2 separate regions of the Mus musculus genome follow, and region 1 is linked to region 2. The links are chromatin contacts, called in public promoter capture Hi-C maps. All regions are on one chromosome and are shown on one strand. The core of a region is the stretch at or near the end of the contact, and the rest is flanking DNA. Distances in the headings are between cores, read along the strand shown.

What was found. Promoter capture Hi-C pulls out the DNA fragments that hold promoters and counts their contacts.
Region 1: a contact with region 2 is called in a promoter capture Hi-C map of liver, with 2.2 times the contacts expected there. The contact joins the promoter of Cfap299 here to the enhancer-like site in region 2. A contact is called at or near these places in 6 of 39 promoter capture datasets (the 3T3-L1 cell line, hippocampal neurons, liver and 2 more), 1 of 484 Hi-C or Micro-C datasets (the C10 cell line), 1 of 115 datasets of contacts at active chromatin or transcription factors (bone marrow-derived macrophages) and 2 of 9 other capture datasets (adipose tissue and liver).

The regions. Positions count from the first base shown.
Region 1 is chr5:98,328,030-98,335,712 of GRCm38.p6, forward strand. Cfap299 (cilia and flagella associated protein 299) reads left to right here and starts at 1,275. Exons shown (of 6, transcript NM_001024614.1): 1 at 1,275-1,435. The coding sequence starts at 1,325.
Region 2 is chr5:97,833,383-97,840,340 of GRCm38.p6, forward strand. All of the region lies in intron 1 of Gm34097 (a long non-coding RNA gene), which reads right to left. Among named protein-coding and RNA genes, the nearest start is that of Gm34097, 10 kb to the right of the region's middle. Within about 2 kb of position 1,624, at least 16 of the 459 cell types and tissues checked have an H3K27ac peak or open chromatin away from gene starts, as enhancers often do. A contact at or near this core is called in liver, where this site is marked.

The DNA.
Region 1 (7,683 bases), core at 25-2,524, 490 kb after region 2:
TACTTAGAACAGGGCTGGTATGTGGTAAATTCAAATCAATCACCACACGGAAGCAAGTTTCATATCCTGTGGACCCCAGCGGCAGAAACTTTTTTTTTTTTTTTTAAGCTTTCTGTTGTGTTCAACACACCCAGAATAATGCCTCTGGGACAGAGAGGGGGTGGGTGGTAAGAGAGCACATGGCTGAAAGGTCAGGGTTCTGTAGGACTGAGAAGCTGATATGAGAGGAGCTAGGAGGAGCCTGAATGTCAGCTTGGACTTGAAACCAGGTACATGAGATGCCTAGAGGCCAGCTTGCCCTTCAGAATGCTAAAAGACACAAAAGGCACTTGTCCTCAAGTTTCTTTTGGACCAGACAGTACAGAGACCTCTCCTCTCTACTTGTGATAATGTTTTAGGCCACATGAAATTTTTTCCCCTCTATGCTTGGAGTTTAGTTTCTATAGCTTTCTAGATAATTATACAATATAAATTGTTGGTAGCCTGTTTTTAAAATAAAGCTATAACTTATTGTGCAACTTGGGGTCTTAAATAGACCTGGCTTTACTTTGCCCCCCTCCCCCCCAAAAAATGGAAAAGATTCATTGCAGAATCTGATTTGATTTCTACAAATGCTGAGATGATTGTAAAGTCCCTTGGCATAACAGCAAGCATCTGTGCTTCTGGTGTGGAAACAGTTGTACAAGTCTGCTCTAATGAGAAATGTTTCAGATTCAATTTTATACTATAGTATTTTAAAGAAATGAGTAAATAGAAACACAAGTCAATATCAGCTTCTCAATGGGATATATCATTCCATGATTAGGATCCCTCCCCCCCAACCCAATTTTTTAAAGGACGTTCAAGGAGGCAAGATTTTTCAAGTAATTTTCAACTTATTGAAATTTAAATAACAAAAAGTAAAGGAACTGAAAGGCAGAAGGCAGGAGCAAAGGAGATCACTAAGGCTGCTTCGTTTGGGAAGTTTATACATTGTTCCTGGCACACAAGTAACCAACCATAACTTGCCTTTAAGTTGTAATTTATACAACTGATCACGTGCTATTTTGAAGCACCCAGCAAGACTATTTCCCCTAGATTTCCGGGATACTCTTCTGTCGAGGTTCTTACTGCAAACACTGAGCAGGCACCTTCGGACTTTGCTAAGGCTTTTACACCAAAAAAGTTGGGTTTGCCCTGCAGGGCTGACCGCTCCCAGGGGTTAGAAGCCGCCCAGGGATCCGGCTGGGGCAGGGCCAGCGCAGCGCCCTCTGCCCCGCCCCCGCAACCGGCGCGCGTCCGGCCCGCCCACACCGGTTACTAGGGACGCGTCGGTGTAGCCGCGATGGATCAGGACGAGGGGCTGACGGCCGTGGACAACATTGTCACACAGTTCAACACCTATGAAGACTTCCTGGACTCTCAGATCACTACGGTCGACCTGTACTACCTGGAGGTAAGCGCGGGTCCGTCTTGCTGGCCGCGGCGGGGCTTGGTCGCCCCCTGGCGGTGACGGCGCTCACCGCAGGCCTCTGGCTTCGAGAGACTTCTCTGCAGGCTGCAGGAGTCCCCAGCCCTCCAAACGCTGGTGCGCTGCACAGAGGCCGACTTGGTCGCTGTAAAGTAGTAACAAGGCATAAAACCAGGAGGACGCGTTGCTGTGTGCACCTGAGGGCAGGGCAGCGGGAGGTCCCGGATGCTCGAGAAGACTTAGTTGGAGGGATCTTCAAGCTCCGAGCTCCTAACTCCCAACTGCAAGTCTCACAGCCTGGGCTCAGGTTTTCAAAGGAGTCCATCTCCATATTAAGGACAAACAGAGCAAGCACCATTGGGGGCGGGGGGGGGGGGGGAGAATCAACCCTACAGAACTCTGGGAAGGACTTGAATTTGGCCAACTCCCCTCATTTCTCCTGTGCACAAGGCAGTTTATCATATAGACACCCCTCCTTTTTAAATAGGTGCCACTGTATGAAAATAATCTTAAATGAAGAAAATTTGTCCCTTTTGAAATTATCTGTTAAAATAGTTACAAAACATGATTTTTAACAGCAACAGCAGCGATATCACCAAACAACCAAGCTTTTACGTTTATTAGATGGGTAACTTAAAGTTCCATTTGTGTGTACGCACACATGCATAAAAAGTCAGTGGGCAACTTGGAATCGGTTCTGAACTTGTATTCTGTGGTGTCCAGGGAATGAACTCAAGTTTGGCAGCAAGCACCTTTTCCTTAAGCCGTCTCTCCTGCTTTTAGCCAATATTTTAAACCCACAGAAGTTGCTTTAAATCCTTGCATCTGAAATGAAGCCACTGAATTGATAATTACAATAGATGTTGCAAGAAGCTTATGTAGAAAGAAGGGGAGGTAGGAAGAGAAAGGGTGAGTCCATCTTAATTATCTGACCGGCCAGAGGATGAGGAGCGCGGTTGGCACTTGGTTGGTAGACCGGAAGTAGTGATGCGGAAGTAGTGATGCGGAAGTAGTGATGCGGAAGTAGTGATGCTCCGGAGGTTGAGGAGCGTGGTTGGCGGGACGGAAGTAGTGCGTCTCCATCCTCTGTTTCCCGTGTTCACTAAATAACGACAGAACACTAAAACAACTGCATTGCCACGGCAGCGAGTAACATTAGCTTTGCTGAACTAATTAACAACTTTTATTCTATAAGTTAGCATCATCTAATAAAACCAACCAGTTCAGTGAGTGGAGAAATGATTGACAAGCTTCAGCAAAATTGCTAAGCTATGGGTTTTAGATCCTTTTCCAGTCATCTGCCCCTCTGACTAAACACAGTCCTTCTCTTTAGTGGCTGCCTGCGGACTACCGGAAAAATAAAAATTCCAGTTGAATTTCTTTTCTCAGGTAAGGGGTGAAAGAAATATTAAAATGATTTAAAGATTTCCCTAGATAATGGATTCCAGTCATGGATAAATTAATTACAGATATAAACGACATGAAGTTTTACTCAAAATATTTTTTTTTCCAATACTGAGAACATTTTGGGCTAAGGATATAGCTCGGTAGTAGAGTGCTTGCTGGTTTGCTTGAGGCCCTAGGTTTAATCCCCAGTACACACACACACACACACACACACACACACACACACACACACACACGCAACGACACGCCAGCTAATTTTGATATGCTTTGACTAGCTCAATGGTTTGGCACTTCTAAAAGTCACCATGGCTAGTATACATTCCCCTCCCGTATTCTTGAATTAATATTTGCTAAATCCATATTTCATCTCTTCGACCACAAACCCAATCAGGAAATGGTACCTCGGGCCTTTAGGGCCCTAGGCCTTTAGGTCTGTTCTCCTTGTTCCCCCATCTCGGATTCCTTCCTCTTCCTCCTCTCTCCCTCTGCCCCTTGCCTGCACAATCTAAAAGTCCTTCCCTGACTTTCTGCCCAGCTGTAAGGCAATTCTGTTTGTTTGTTTGTTTTGGTTTGTTTTTTTTGAGACAGGGTTTCTCTGTATAGCTTTGGCTGTCCTGGAACTCACTTTGTAGACCAGGCTGGCCTTGAACTCAGAAATACGCCTGCCTCTGCCTCCCTAGTGCTGGGATTAAAGGTGTGCACCACCACGCCCCGGCTTGTAAGGCAATTCTTGGTTACCAAAGGAAGCTAGCTGGGGGCGGGGACCCTCAGGTCTGGAAGTGCGACTTTGGGAGCTGAATTAAGACAAAGCCTTAGAACCAATTCCCAACATTTTTTCAGGTGCTTCTCTGCCATTCGGTATTCCTCAGGTGAGAATTCTTTGTTCAGCTCTGAGCCCCATTTTTTAATGGGGTTATTTGATTTTCTGGAGTCCACCTTTTTGAGTTCTTTATATATATTGGATATTAGTCCCCTATCTGATTTAGGATAGGTAAAGATCCTTTCCCAATCTGTTGGTGGTCTTTTCGTCTTATTGACAGTGTCTTTTGCCTTGCAGAAGCTTTGCAACTTTATGAGGTCCCATTTATCGATTCACCATCTTACAGCACAAGCCATTGCTGTTCTATTCAGGAATTTTTCCCCTGTACCCATATCTTTGAGGCTTTTCCCTACTTTCTCCTCTATAAGTTTCATTCAGTGTCTCTGGTTTTATGTGGAGTTCCTTAATCCACTTAGATTTGATGTTCAACATCCTTAATCATCAGGGAAATGCAAATCAAAACAACCCTGAGATTCCACCTCACACCAGTCAGAATGGCTAAGATCAAAAATTCAGGTGACAGCAGATGATGGCGAGGATGTGGAGAAAGAGGAACACTCTTCAATTGTTGGTGGGATTGCAAGCTTGTACAACCACTCTGGAAATCAGTCTGGCAGTTCCTCAGAAAATTGGACATAGTACTACGGGAGTATCCCACAATACCTCTTCTGGGCATATATCCAGAAGATGTTCCAACCGGTAAGAAGGACACATGCTCCACTATGTTCATAGCAGCCTTATTTATAATAGCCAGAAGCTGGAAAGAACCCAGATGCCCCTCAACAGAGGAATGGATACAGAAAATGTGGTACATTTACACAATGGAGTACTACTCAGCTATTAAAAAGAATGAATTTATGAAATTCCTAGCCAAATGGATGGACCTGGAGGGCATCATCCTGAGTGAGGTAACCCAATCACAAAGGAACTCACACAATACGTACTCACTGATAAGTGGATATTAGCCCAGAAACTTGGGATACCCAAGATATAATATGCAATTTGCTAAACGCATGAAACTCAAGAAGAAGGAAGACCAAAGTGTGGACACTTTGCCCCTTCTTAGAATTGGGAACAAAACACCCATGGAAGGAGTTACAGAGACAAAGTTTGGAGCTGTGACGAAAGGATGGACCATCTAGAGACTGCCATATCCCGAGATCCATCCCATGATCAGCTTCCAAACGCTGACACCATTGCACACACTAGCAAGATTTTGCTGAAAGGACCCTGATATAGCTGTCTCTTGTGAGATTATGCCGGGGCCTAGCAAACACAGAAGTGGATGCTCACAGTCAGCTATTGGATGGATCACAGGGCCCCCTATGGAGGAGCTAGAGGAAGAACCCAAGGAGCTGAAGGGATCTGCAATCCTATAGTTGGGACAACATTATGAACTAACCAGTACCCCGGAGCTCTTGACTCTAGCTGCATATGTATCAAAAGATGGCCTAGTAGGCCATCACTGGAAAGAGAGGCCCATTGGATTTGCAAACTTTATATGCCCCAGTACAGGGGAACACCAGGGCCAAGAAGTGGGAGTGGGGGTGTAGGGGAGTAGGGAGGAGGGTATGGGGGACTTTTGGAATAGCATTGGAAATGTAAATGAGGAAAATACCTAATTAAAAAAATATATAAAAAAGAACCAATTCCCAAGATGTTAAAACACACCAGTCCATTTCTTCTTTCTTGGAAAATCCCCTTCTCGCCACTCCCAGTCCCTTACAGGGGCAACCTAACCTCTGTGATTATTTAGACTGAAACAAACATATGTAAAGATTAAAAGCCAATATCTACTATAAAAGAAAAATGCATTACACATATATGTATGTGTATGTGTGTATATATATATATATATATATATATATATATATATATATATATATGAGTTTAGATTACACACTTAGATTGATTGTTTTTAGCTCCACTCAGTTCATCTGAAAACTCATAATTTCTCTTTTCTTAATAGCTGAATCATAATTACTACATTGTGTAAATGTGCCACAAATGAGCATCTAGGCTGTTTCCGATTTCTGGCTATTATGAGTGGAGGGATGAGCAGGTATCTCTGTAATAAGACATGGAGTCTTCTGGGTTTATGGCCCGGGATGGTGTAGCTGGGTCTTACGGTAGATCTATTTTAAATGTTCTGCAGAACCTCACACTAATTTATACAGCTGTACCAGTTATCATCCCCACCTAAAATAAACAAGCGTCCCCTTTCCCACATCTGTGCCAGCATAAGATGTTACTTCCTTTATTGATCATGGCCATTCTGACTGGGGTAAGATGAAGTTTTAAAGTAGTCTTGACTTCCCTTTTCTTGATGGCTAAGAATGCTGATCTTAAAAAGTGTTTCTCAGCCATTTGTGTCTCATCTTTTGAGAACTTTGTTTCATTCTGTTAAGCTTTTTAAAATTGGTCTTTCTGCTTTCTTGATGTTCAGTTTTTTGAGTTGTTTATATATTCTAGATATTAACACTATCAGATGTGTAATTGGTAAAGACTGTCCCCCCCCCCCCCATTCTCTGGGCTGCCTCTTTGCTAAAATGATGGTATCTTTTGCTGTACATTCATTTTTGTCTTCATGGGGTTCTATTTATTAGTTGCTGTTCTTCGTACTTGCTAACAGTGTTCTGTTGGGAGAGCCTTTTCCTGGGCCAGCGAATTCAGCCCTATTCCCTAGTCCTCTTGTATGAGATTCAGTGTATCTGGCTGAGGTCTTGGATCCGTGTCGAGTTTTGTGCAGGATGGTATGTAAGGATCTGTTTTCATTCTTCTGCATGCAGCTGCAGTCTGAAGATGTTCACTTTTCCCATTGTGTATTTTACGCTTTTTTTCTTTTTCTTTCTTTCTTTTGGTTAAAACTCAGGTCTGTAGATGTGTGAAACTTTGTCTCTGTCTTTAATTCTATTCAGTGGATCAAGTTGTCTCTCTTTTTTTTGTTTTTTTGTTTTTGGTTTTTTGAGACAGGGTTTCTCTGTGTAGCCCTGGCTGTCCTGGAACTCACTCTGTAGACCAGGCTGGCCTCGAACTCAGAAATCCGCCTGCCTCTGCCTCCCGAGTGCTGGGATTAAAGGCGTGCGCCACCACGCCTGGCTCTCAAGATGTCTCTTTTTTTTTTCCATTTTTTATTAGGTATTTAGCTCATTTACATTTCCAATGCTATACCAAAAGTCCCCCATACCCACCCACCCCCACTCCCCTACCCACCCACTCCCCCATTTTGGCCCTGGCGTTCCCCTGTACTGGGGCATATAAAGTTTGCGTGTCCAATGGGCCTCTCTTTCCAGTGATGGCCGACTAGGCCATCTTTTGATACATATGCAGCTAGAGTCAAGAGCTCCGGGGTACTGGTTAGTTCATAATGTTGTTCCACCTATAGGGTTGCAGATCTCTTTAGCTCCTTGGGTACTTTCTCTAGCTCCTCCATTGGGAGCCCTATGATCCATCCATTAGCTGACTGTGAGCATCCACTTCTGTGTTTGCTAGGCCCCGGCATAGTCTCACAAGAGACAGCTACATCTGGGTCCTTTCAGCAAAATCTTGCTAGTGTATGCAATGGTGTCAGCGTTTGGATGCTGATTATGGGGTGGATCCCTGGATATGAAACTCAAGAAAAATGAAGACTGAAGTGTGGACACTATGCCCCTCCTTAGAAGTGGGAACAAAATACCCTTGGAAGGAGTTACAGAGACAAAGTTTGGAGCTGAGATGAAAGGATGGTCCATGTAGAGACTTCCATATCCAGGGATCAAGATGTCTCTTAATAGAGAGCTGCTTTAGTCACTGCAGTTCTGTAACACAGCTTGAGATCTGGGATGATGAAACCTTCAAGATTCAGTTTTAACTATTAGTGCTTGCTTTGTTTTGTTTTGTTTACATGTGAAGTTGTATGCTTTTTTTTCATTAAAAAAAAGAATTGTGTTGGAATTTTGATGAGGATTGCACTGTAGAACACTTATTTTATTTTATTTTACTTTATTTTATTTTTTTGGTAGGATGG
Region 2 (6,958 bases), core at 374-2,873:
GTTTCCTGGAAACTATCCTAACAAGTAGGTCTGAAGAATCCAGACCATGATGTATGAAAGTCTGGAAAGTTATCAACCTGCCACTCCCTTTTATGTCATTGGGGCACACACATAAAGATCCAAACACAATGGCTGGCTGGCCTTTTGATGAGGGGCATCTGTACTTTTAACACAGAGGCAATGACACATGTTTTTTTGTTTGTTTTTTTTTTTTTCTCATTTCAAACACACTTTCTCCTAATCTCTGAACATTTCTCAACAAAGTTTGCGAATCCACCCAGTTCTTTTTGTAGGGCGCCCTATAACAACAATATGTGTTTGGGGTTCACAGATGTTGTTTACAAATTCCTGTGTGTGACATAGCTCTGTTTCTGATAAACAAGTTATAAAACCTCAAAGTTCTGGCATAGAGGATTTAGAAATTAGACAAACTGTATGAGGTAAATATGACTATCAACAAATTTTAATCACTGATGTCTTCAGACTTGTCACAAGACAGTATTAATATGCCTGGAAATTTTTAAGGCTTGAGATAATTTTTTCAGAAAAACTCCACATATGTGTTACTTCTTTACCACGGAAACTTGGAGCATGCAAATCATCTTGTACAGAGTATACACTGTTGATAACTATACAAATTAATCAGAAATTATATCCTACCCTTAACACTTTAAACCGTACACTTATCACTCTAAAATTTGTGTATGTGTATCCAATAGAAGAGCCCTAAGCTTAAATTAATAATGATAATAGTGAAAATTATTATAGCTAGCACTATTGACCATTTTCTATGCTATAAGCATTCTGCTTGATGCTTTACATACATTATTCTATTTAATTTCGCACGATTGTGTGAGCTAGATCCTGATATTATCTCTGTTTTGTAAGTGTAATAACTCAGTCACAGAGAGATTAGAAGCTTCCAAAATAATGTCCAGCTTGTAAATCATAGAACAGTGATGAAATGTATTCTAAGAACCAAGATAGAAGGGAAATTGCTTCATATTTCTCTGAGGTGTATAACAGTAATTGTGTCTTTCCAATGAAGTACGATGAAATAATATCAGTTGATATTCTAAACTAATTTCAGTTCATTGTAAGGGTCTCTCAGTAGTTGTAAGGTGTTATTTTACCAGAATGAGTCATAATACAAGCAGTGACACCAGACCCTCATATGCATATGTAAATGTTTAAAATAGAACTTTATTTTCTGCTGGAGTTTATGCCTTATTATTATATGGAGAACAAATGTTTACAGGGTTTAGTGGACATGCTTGCCATTGCCTTGCCAGATGCTCAAAAGTACACAGAACTTGAAGCACTCTTGCAAATGTTTCCTGCTTTGCAATCTGGTCAGGCTACTCGAAGTTGCATTTCATTTCTCTCGACTCACATGGTCATCAAGTTTGACAAAAGGGCCTCCAGGTAGGCAAGCTTACTCCACAAAAGGGGACTTCTTAGAGCCTCTGTAGGATCCTTGGTGATCTTCACAGATCATGCCTTCCCAGCTGTTCCCTCTCTGCCTGGCTGTGGTCCAGTGAGATGATGCAAGGTTGAGCAATGGAATTGTGCTGAAGGAAGGGGGCCACAGAGGTCACAGAAACTCATGTAAACAAAGCTATGCCTGGCTTTTGAAAAGCAAGCTGAGCACTGCCCTCCACAGAGAGGGCACACATCCATAGAACAGTCAGAGGGGGGAGGCACTTTTGTTAATGACGTAAGTTATTTCAATGATTAGTGCATTTTGTAATAGCATTGGGACAGGGCTTTGAAATAGGTATGGCCAAGCCTTAATGGTCAACATTACCATTTTTTTCACCATTGGATTTTGAATTCCCTTATGGTCCTCATCTGATATGGAGGTATCACCTTTTGTTGCCAGGCTTACCCCTCATGACTTAGTGTTCTGAATTTCATTTCAGCCAAAATTAACATAGCACTGTTTCCTATATCTTGTTCTGTCATTACAGGATCTAGTCTGTACTTGAGATGTATTTTAGAGTCGCTATGCTAACTAGGATTAGAGTTTGGAAACAAAATTAGGTGAGAGAATTTCAAGCTATATTTGACACTGGAGCAACTCCATTTTGCAAAAAATACTGATTTTCTCCAGCTCTCCACACGTAGCTGTGGCATTGTATACTCCTGTGACCCCTGGAGATGCTGGAAAAGCCAAGTCCTTAATCCATTTGCCATTTGACTGTACACAGTCATTTGATCCTCAGCTCCACCTCTGTTGAACAGTAACTCCCAGCACTAACTGATGCAGGTCTGAGTCTTTCTAATCCTTTCCAGCTGTCCATGTTGCTTCGGTCAATTTCAGTTCCAATCTTTCCTCCAGTGTTCCCTTTATCACAAGGAAAGCAGAAGAAGAGGTAGAAAAGAGTGAAAGAACATTGAGAAGAACAAACTCTATTGTCTCCAAACTCTTGAACTATATAAAATTATATTTTAATTAGTAATATGGAATATTTCTGGATGAGACAAAATAATCAGTTAGGCACAGGAAAAACAAAAACAACAACAAAATAAACCAAAGTACTTATCTCAGAGTCTTAAACCCAAGAAGAAATGCATAGACCCTGAAGTCAGTGGGAGTCTCAGTCCTCAACTCTCTTTGTGTAGGGTTTGGGCTTAATTAACCTGTTGCTCTCTGTGTCTCTACTCTATGAATACGAAGATTGCTCCAAAAGCAAGTTAAAGGTCCAGAGTGATGGCTCAGTGGTTACGGGCACTATCTGGTCTTTGCAAAGAATCTACATTCAGTTCCTAGTATCTAAATGTCATCTAATGAATGTCTATAATTCTACTTTCAAGGGAATCCAACACTGATACTACAAATATACAGGTGGTACACGGGTTTACATGAATCACATAAAACAAATAAAACGGAGATGAAGTGATTTAAATTAAATTCTATGATATATGAGTTTATGTGTGAATGTATTTGTGTAGTAGTATACACGTAAGGTTCTAAAAGATGAGTGAAAATCAAAGAGAGAAAATAAGCAGTTAATAACCTGACAGAAGCATCTATGTTTGTCCTTAAGAACTCTCTACTGAATGATACAGTCAGTGGTATGTTTCCCCTCCCTAACTGTGTACTCCCTCACCCTAAACAGACTTCATCCATGGTCTAACTCTGATGTCATGAAGAAAAGATTCTGTTACTTGCTTTCTGATCTCTTGACAGTGCCTCATCCAAGATTTGACTGCTCCACCCCAGACTTGTATCATTGATCTCCACCTTGCCTTCCTGAACTCCCCTGTCAAATCATATTCCATTGCTTTCACATAAGCTATTCTTCTCAACCTGAAAATATTTTTCTATCTTCACTTTGTGAGGAAACTAATACGCAACTTCTTTGTGAAGCCTTACCCATCTTCCCAAGACATACATGATATGCAAATACTCATATACATGCAACTTCACCTGCACCAGCATATTCTTCCACTTATTCTCTAACCATGCCATAAAGATTCTGAAGAGTAATGGATTCCTGTATGGAATCCATGAGTGAACTTCGGGCAGTCAAAAGCCTCATCAATTTTTCAATCATACTTGCTTTGTTTTTCCAAATTAACTCTTTTGATTTGATCATATTATCAATAGGGTCTGTGATCCTGGTGAGTATAATAACCACTGTTGTAGCTCTATGGCAGAAACGGTCATTGTGTGGCAACATTATCACTGGACTCCAATGTTACTACTGCTGTCTCCTGAGCCTCTAATGACACTAAATACCGGAAAGGTCCTGGATGAGTGATGAATTGAAGTTGCAGTTGAGCAAAGGGCATTGGAAACTATGCTCAGAATGCTCCATGATGAAAAGTGACATCTCTGAGACAGGAAGGGTTTCCTTACCCAGCTGCCAGGAGATAGAGCTTGGTTGATGTGCTTCACAGTTTGCTAATAATTTTCTCCATTCAGGAATTAATTACAGCATAATAGAATTTAATAGCATTTGTTCTTAATTCTCCCCTGATCTGCATTCTGCTGTTTGCTCCCATTTGTTCTGATAAGGTCCATTGTCTCTAATGTTGTTTCACAAAGGGCAAGAAATAAATCAATGGTATTTAGCTCTTCTAACCATCTGGTCTGGCAAACTTCCCAAAATTAATGTTTAAATCTGGGTGCAGTTCATGTACTTTGTCTTGTCTTGGGGAAGATCTCTGGAGGCAGGAAATGAGGGGGAGTAACTGCCCTTGTAATGCATAGAGAGATGTGAGTTTTGCGTAGTTATCACTGCTTCTAGTGTAGATTTCCACTGTACGCTGCAGTACTGGTCATTCCTAAGGTTCCTGCTTAGGATATGCTATACTTTAGAGACAGAGTTAGCAACCTTTTCTCACAAATGCTCACAGTTCAAATATTCCAAACATTGTGAGCCATCCTGTTTCTTTCACAGTCATTCCACACTGCCAAGAAAAGTCAGCACAGACCCTTACAGGCAAAGAAATATAACTACACACCAGAATGACCAACGACAGTGGAGTTTGTCGTCCTTTAGAGAAAGGAATTTTGAAAAACCATTGATGAACGACTTGATAATTTCTAAATTTCCATTGTGTGGTGGGAGAGTATCCAGTGATGTTATTGAGAGTCACATTTGTAAACTGCAAAGCAAGCATGTAAGCACCAGGCCGAAGGATTATCATGGAGACTTGAGAACACATGCAGGCACTTGTGCCACTTGTCTTCCTATGTAGGACTTAATAAACCTCTGTAATGGGATTCCATCAAAGACCCTCCACTAGAGGGAGAGAGAGAGAGAGAACAAATACGAGGCATAAATATATTTTGTCACTTTTTAAAAGCTATACTGCCAGTAATTTTCACAGTTGTGTTTTAAAGCTTTGAGGACATAAAATGGACTTCAAGAGAAGATACCAAAATAGACAGGTTTAATAAGTTATCCTATTGTAATCTGGGAAGGGCTCTAAGAGGCCTTTACCACTGGTTTCAACAATAGTGTTGTATAGAAGCAAGACAGCATGACCCACTGGACCAGGTCATACAAATGTCTTCAGCTTCTTCCTGCTTCTCTCAGGGTGTCTGCTCTATGGAAGTTGTTGCCATGGAAAAAGTTTAGCTAGCCAAAAGAGGTTGCACGTGAACATTATAGAAGTCAAGAGCCTGGTTGAATGACCAGCCAGCAGCCAGATCATAAATGAACTATTGTTCATAGTTAATGTAGTCTTCAAGCAGCTCTGGCCCTACTCCTTATCCAGCTACAATTGCATGAGAGAGTCTACAATTCTTCCAAACTTTCAGCTCCAAGTTCAAGAATAAAATATGATGGTATAAGGGCTTTCTTTCCCTTGCCTTCACACATTCGATTAGGGGTCAAGGGTCCATCATCTGTCTGATATCTTTTCACTGCTGATCCTTTCTGCTAGTCTACCACCACGCAGACTTTTATTTTTAAACAAAAATGAGAAAATAAAATGTTTTTTTTATTCATAACTATTATTGCCCAATACCACTTCATTGAAAAATCCTTCTATAGCACATATATGATTCTAATGGTCCCTTTGTGTAAAGAACACCAGTTGAAGGAAATATTATAAAAGAACCCACTCTTTTGCCAACATGGTGCTGGTGGGCTGGCCTGCCACGCACTGGTGGGCAATGGCCAGCCTGTTCTCATCTCGTGGAGAATCTCTGACTCAGGGTTCCAAAATCTCTTCACCCAGTTCGCCTCTGGCTGGTCGCTACCACTCCAGCCCCATGCAATTGGCATACCTACGCTTTTCGGCCTTTCTCTCTGGAACCCAGTCGAGTTGCTGCGTAAAGGAAAACACCACACAACCTTAGTTCAAAATCAATCGCTGGGTTCAACGACTAGAATTGTAATCTTGTAAGCCATATTAAATCTAAATCGTCTGGTGACTAATCCCAGTGGCTTCACCACTGAAACCAGGAGACACTAGTAGCTACATCTTGTCCTCTCCCTATCACAGTCCAAAAAAATTCCTCTCTCTCCTGCCTAGTCTCTTCCCCTATCCAACCCAGAAGTCCCGCCTACTCGCCCAGTGATTGGTTCCTTTATTCATTAGGGGATGGTTCACAAGAGGTCACCTCATTTCAGACAACCCCTCCTGGGAAAGTGGAATTAACATCAAAATACAAGCAGCAACAGGGCCATCCACAACAAACACCAGTAGCAGCATGTGCCATTAGTAATGCTATACTTTAACCAGTGCAATGAGCTTGTATCAGTAAGATCAGAAAAGGCCTTGTAGTTGGGAAAACTTGCCATTGTGTAGGAAACCCATGGCCATTCATCGAATTAAGAATGCTATTCTGTAACACACATTTTTAAAACTTCCATATCCTGTTCTAGCCTGCTTTTCTCACCCTCCCTTGTTCTATTTTCTCCTGCATTGCTAGTTCCTATGTTTACCATCTGTGGCAGTGAGATCAGGGAGGATGGGGCTTATGGAAAGAGAGTCCCTGCTTAGATAATGAGTGTATTTGGACAGTGAGCAGAACAAAAGAAACAAAATTATTATAGATCTTTTAAGGTCTATAATACACAGAAAGCCTAAAGTCAGGTGAGGACTCTGATTGAAAGAAAAAAAAAGGGATCTACCTAGTATGAATCCAACCTTCTCATTCACTCCCCTGGGTAACTTAGTTCCCTTTTGTGGTGGTTTGAATATACTTGATCCAAGTAGTGACACTCTTTGGAGGTATGGCCTTGTTGTAGTAGGTGTGGCCTTGTTAGGGAAGTATGTCACTGTGGGTGTGCACTTTAAGACCCAGCCCCATCTCTGCCTGGATACTGCCATGTTACCACCTTGATGATAATGAACTGAACCTCTGTAAGCCAGCCCCAGCTAAATATTGTCCTTATATGAGTTGCCTTGGTCATAGTGTCTGTTCACAGCATTAAAACCCTAACCAAGACATTGGACTTACCATTTATTGTATTAGATTGAAAAACCCCCTTCT